Linked DNA regions of Mus musculus: region 2 is linked to region 1. Evidence: chromatin contacts called from public HiChIP or PLAC-seq data. All regions are on one chromosome and are shown on one strand. The core of a region is the stretch at or near the end of the contact, and the rest is flanking DNA. Distances in the headings are between cores, read along the strand shown. Region 1 has its middle 34 kb from the start of 1110002O04Rik. Region 2 has its middle 15 kb from the start of Gm33280.

Evidence for each region. HiChIP or PLAC-seq counts read pairs in DNA pulled down with a chosen protein or histone mark.
Region 2: a FOXA1 HiChIP or PLAC-seq map of pancreatic cancer cells shows a contact between it and region 1. The contact joins two enhancer-like sites. A contact is called at or near these places in 1 of 484 Hi-C or Micro-C datasets (embryonic stem cells), 3 of 115 datasets of contacts at active chromatin or transcription factors (CD8 T cells, embryonic stem cells and pancreatic cancer cells) and 1 of 9 other capture datasets (embryonic stem cells).

Annotation. Positions count from the first base shown.
Region 1 is chr1:35,902,885-35,905,523 of GRCm38.p6, forward strand. No RefSeq gene overlaps it. Among named protein-coding and RNA genes, the nearest start is that of 1110002O04Rik, 34 kb to the left of the region's middle. Within about 2 kb of position 1,302, at least 32 of the 459 cell types and tissues checked have an H3K27ac peak or open chromatin away from gene starts, as enhancers often do. A contact at or near this core is called in pancreatic cancer cells, where this site is marked.
Region 2 is chr1:36,115,652-36,118,290 of GRCm38.p6, forward strand. No RefSeq gene overlaps it. Among named protein-coding and RNA genes, the nearest start is that of Gm33280, 15 kb to the right of the region's middle. Within about 2 kb of position 1,315, at least 43 of the 459 cell types and tissues checked have an H3K27ac peak or open chromatin away from gene starts, as enhancers often do. A contact at or near this core is called in pancreatic cancer cells, where this site is marked.

The DNA.
Region 1 (2,639 bases), core at 52-2,551:
CTTCGACATTGATCACTGTTGTCTTATTCATTTGTCTTTTAAAGCACATAGGAATCGAAAGAGGAGGTCAAACCCCAAAATGCAGTCCTACTGTCTTCTAACGTTACCTGTGTAGTTACTTTCACTGAAGATCTTTTCCTTTTATACAGCTTTGAGTTACCATCTAATGTCCTTACATTTCAGCCCAAGATACTTCTTTTAGCATATTTTTTAGTAGGGCAGAGTTACTGATGACAGTCACATGTTCTTTATCTAAAAAGAATACTTCAAATTTTCCTTCATTTTTGAAAGGTAGCTTTTGCCAGATACAAAATGACAAGTTTGGTTTTGTTTGGATTATTTTGTTGTTGTTGTTGTTTTTAGGGTTTGTTTTTGTTGGAGACAAAGTCTGACTATGTAGCCTGGGCTCACCTGGTTCTAGCTCTACAGAGACAAGACTGGTCTGGAACTTCCGGAGATGAACCTGCCTCTTGCCTTGTAAGTGCTGGAATTAAAGGTGTGTACCACTATGCTCAACTGTTTGGGTGGGTGTTTACATCTGTTCAAGCAGCATAAAAATCTCACCACCACCACCACCACCACCTGCACCATCCCAACCCCCACCTATGGCTACAGATGGCCTAGTCGGCCATCACTGGAAAGAGAGGCCCATTGGACACGCAAACTTTATATGCCCCAGTACAGGGGAACGCCAGGGCCAAAGAGAGAGAGTGGGTGGGTAGGGGAGTGGGGGTGGGTGGGTATGGGGGACTTTTGGTATAGCATTGGAAATGTAAATGATCTAAATACCTAATAAAAATGGAAAAAAAAAATCTATGTAAGTTCAGCTGCCCTTCCCAATTCAGTAACCATTATGCTATCTGAGTGAGATAAATACTACCCTGAAGTACCCTGTTTTTCATTAAAAAATGTATTCTGTGGAAAAAAAAAAAAGAAGCTGACTCTTGATTATTGACTATACAGAACACATGTCAAGTCGTCTCTTTCTGCTGTCAACATTTTCACTGTGCTTTGGTTTTTCTCAGTTTGACCATAGCATACCTTAGCATGGTCACACCTGAGATTCTCCAAACTGAGAATCTCCCTCTTGGAGGGAGGAGGAAGAGAGCAAAGCTACAAAGCTCAGGAAGTAACCAAATCTTAGCAGAAGCTCTTGAAGTCACAGGGCTCTCAAAGTCCTGCCCCTAGGTTATAAAAAACAGCAGCAGTGGCTGGAAAGAAGACACTCTCTGACCATCCCCGGGCAGCTCCAGGGATGCAGATTTCATGAGTCATTGCTGTGCTGAGGTGGACCCTCCAGTGGTGAGCTGTCTTTGAGTCATTCACGATCCTGTAAATAACTCCTCCCCCATAGTCCTGCAGAATCCGCCTCAGTAAACCCAGTGACTCACTAGGGTAGACTCAGGTGGACTCGTCTCTTTGGTCTGCTGTTGATGTCCTATATGGGGTGACAGACACTAGCATGCCCCGCCCCCATGTAGTATTGAATAATTTCATTGGTCCTGTGGGCTCCACTCTCTTAGCCTGCTCTTATCCATGTGGCCGGAGCGCTCTACTGACTTGTTCGTCTCAGCTATTGTACTTCCGAGCTCCAGGTTTCCTATCCAGTTTTTAAAGCTTTCACTTACTTGAATAATGGTCCATACTTATTCATCCACCATTCTTCTGAGTGCCTTCTCCATGACCTCATTGAGCATCAAGAAGAATTAAAGTGTGCTCTAGTAAACTCAATGTCTGGACTTCCTTGAAATGGCTTGTATTGCTTTCTTTCATGTTGAGAGTTAGATACTTTCGACTGTTTTAGTACAGTAACTCTGGAAATCTGATTTTCGTTCTCCCCAGGAATACCTGGTTTTATCTGTTAAGGGCTCCACCTATCTGTTCATGTGCTGACTTCCCTAAACTGTTTCTGCAAAAGTTACAGGCCTGGTGGTATGTGCTCACCTAGTCCCAGCTCCGTTGCCCTAACTGCCTGGAACTAATAAGAAGAGAAAAGAGAGGCAGCGTTCTGTCTCTCTAATTTCTTTGGGCAGATGCTGGTTCAGCCTGAGTGGGCTGAAACACGCTAGCCAGTCTTTATGCTACTCCCTGGAGCATGCATCAGACTGGGAAGAGTGCAGTTTCATTTGGAAGACAAGGTTTAGTAGCTACCCTGTCAGGAGACAATCAAGGCAGTAATACTGGGAATGAGAAGCTGATAACTGTGACACAAAACACTAAAATTTCTCTCTCTCTCTCTCTCTCTCTCTCTCTCTCTCTCTCTCTCTCTCTCTCCCTTCCTCTCTCCCTCCCTCCCTCTTTTCCTTCCTCTCCCCGTCTTCTCCCCCTCTTTTTCATGCACATGTGCATACATGCATTCGAGCACGTGTGTCTATATGTGTGTGTGTAGGGTTTTTACTGTGGCGAACAGACACTATGACCTAGGCAACTCTTATAAGGGCAACATTTCATTGGGGTTGGCTTACAGGTTTAGAGGTTCAGTTCAGTATCATTAAGGTGGGAGCAGGGCAGCATCCAGGCAGGCACGGTGCAGGAGGAGCTGAGAGTTCCACCTCCTGTTCTGAAGTCAAACAGAAACTGGCTTCCAGGCAGCTAGGAAGAGGGTCTTTAAAGCCCATGCACATGGTGACACATTTACT
Region 2 (2,639 bases), core at 65-2,564, 210 kb after region 1:
GGCTCCTCCCCTTGCTCATAGCCTAACATACTCCTTAGTGGAAGCGACCGGCTCCTTTTGACGATGTCTCAGAGACAGCCTCCCATTCTTTCCAAACTCCAAGAAATTCCTCAAGCAGAATTGTCTAGATACTCCCGTCTCAAGCCCTCGTAGGCTTTGCCGGAAGCTCGCCATGCCTTTGACCACACTCGGAAGGGAACTCTGTTATCTCCCACCTCCAAACCTGCCCACCAGTTCCAGCCAGGATACTTGGTTTGGATAAACAACGTCCCTCCCCTGATCCTGGAACCTGTCTGGAAGGGACCATGCTCAATCATCCTTGCCACCCCAACTGCTGTCAAGGTAGCTGATATCATCCCTTGGAAAAGGTCAGTGAGGACAGAGGGACTGTCACTTGAACCCCTTAAAGACAAGACTGACCAGAGTTTATTAACCTGGGATACAAAATCCTCATCAAACTCAAACCTAACATGGAAACTCGGAAAACAGGAAAAGAGTCAAGACTCTCTTGTGTTGATCTTTCTCTCTCTCTCTTATGTCTCTTCCAAGCAGGGAACAATATGGTTTGGGGGGAGGGGTGGGTGTTAGCATACAGGCAATTCTGTAGCCCGTCTCAGGGACCTAGCAGTGGCTTGTCATCATCACCTGCTGCTGCCAGGTGCAGACTGTGTTTAAAAGGATTGCCTACCACTCCCACTCCCTCTCTCTCCCTCTCCCTCCCTCTCCCTCCCTCTCCCTCCCTCTCCCTCCCTCTCTCTCCCTCTCCTCCTCCCCCCATGTCCCCCACCCCATTCCCATGGCTCTGTTCCTGCCTGTCTGTCTGTCTGTCAGCCTCTATCTCTTCTCTCGGTCCTCACTCCTCTCCCTTCCTGCAATAACCTCTTTTTATACCAAATCTGTTTCATGGGGTAATTTCTCAGGGGCACGCCTTGGCATGAGCCCACCAGGCACCCCCTCACTGCATTATATTTCACAATAATGGAGCTCAGTCAGGTAGTGGAGAAGGCTGGCTTGAAGAAGGCCTTCGGGGATTACAATTTTATGCATGGCCTGCTAATGGTGAATCATCTCTCCAAGGATGTCCTCTGATTACCTAGCTTGCTTGTACTAACAGCTTGACTAAATGTTCCTCCTCTGACTCATTAAATAGTCACGCCCCCACTTTTTGTATACCCAAGTATATGTCTACAGTGGAGAAGGGGGGAGAGCTCACGTTGGCTTTGATTCAATGTTAACAAAGTTCTAACAGACCCCAATCCTGGTCCTGATCCTACCTAATAGGGGCTGGACTAGCTAGTGTAACAGCCATGAGCACCTCAGCCTTTGATTGTTGGGGAACCAAAACTTTAGGGAACTCAGTTCCCAGGTAGACTTAGACCCAGGCTGTTTGGAGACTTCTATTTCCGGGCTGGAGAGCCAAGTTGGTTCCCTCACAGGGGTAGTCCTGCAGAACCGAGGGGCGTATGAAACAAGGAGGGATTTGGATGGCCTTAGGAGACACTTGCTGGTTCTATGCCAACCAATCCATGGTAAATAGGGAAATCTGGCCATGGTCAGAGAAAACCTCAATGAAAAGAAAGAAAAGAGACATAGATCAGATAATTGGGTCTCTGTTAACTGGGTCCCTATGGCAGACCACCTTACTGGCTTACGGTTGGACCCTGGATCCTCCCCTGCGTGGCCGACTATGTCAAAGAGAGAATAACAGCAGTTAGGCTAGTGTTCTTCAGGACCAACTATGCATTACTAGAGACGGGATGAGCCAACAATTTAACTCACACGCATAGAACCAGTGACGGGGCAAGACAGTGCAGAGCTTCCTCCATCTTTTATGCCTTTATTTTAACTAGAATTTGATCTCCTTGATGGAGAATCTCCTGTAAAATTTCTATACTAGGACCCAAGACCAAGATGCCCCGGCTAACTTAGCTTGTGTTTAGCCACCTGAGTATGAAGAAGCCATCCTCCCCCCAAAGCTGCTGTGCGGGATTCGAGGATATGGTGTTTGTTTTCAAAAGGCCCTTGCTCTAAATGCTCAGGGACTTAGGTCCCAAATACCTGACTTTCAGTTGGCTGTAATCTATGTCTGAGTGGTTGTCTCTGGTGGGCTCCCAGAACAACCTCGCAGCCCTTGGTCCCTGCCCTCCATATTGAGCCACAGCACACGGGAACAGGCCTTTCACGCAGGAAAGGTGTTTGTAACTCAGACTTTAACGGGTGGAAGGGATTACAACATTTGCATAAAAATCTTAAAAGGTGAAGAAGTTAAAAAGATTAGAATTCCTTGTTCTGAACACAGTGGTTTTTGTTGTTGTTGTTGTTGTTGTTGTTTTGGTTTGTTTTTGCTTGTTTGTTTTTACTTTTGATTGATTCTTTGTGAAGTTCACATCCAGCACCATGATCCCATTCACATTCCTGTCTCTTTGTATCTGCCCTCCACTCTTGCAACCTCCGGCAAAAGGAAGAAATTGTGTTCTGGAAGCTGTAGTGTGTCACAGCGTGTCCCACAGTATACCCCCTTGCTTGCAAATGTTCACTGCAATGAGTCATTGCTCTGGTTCAAGGCCTTTGACTTCTGCTCCACTATCAATACTGGATCCTCACTGGGACGCCTCTCAAATGGCCTGTTGTCGCCCTGT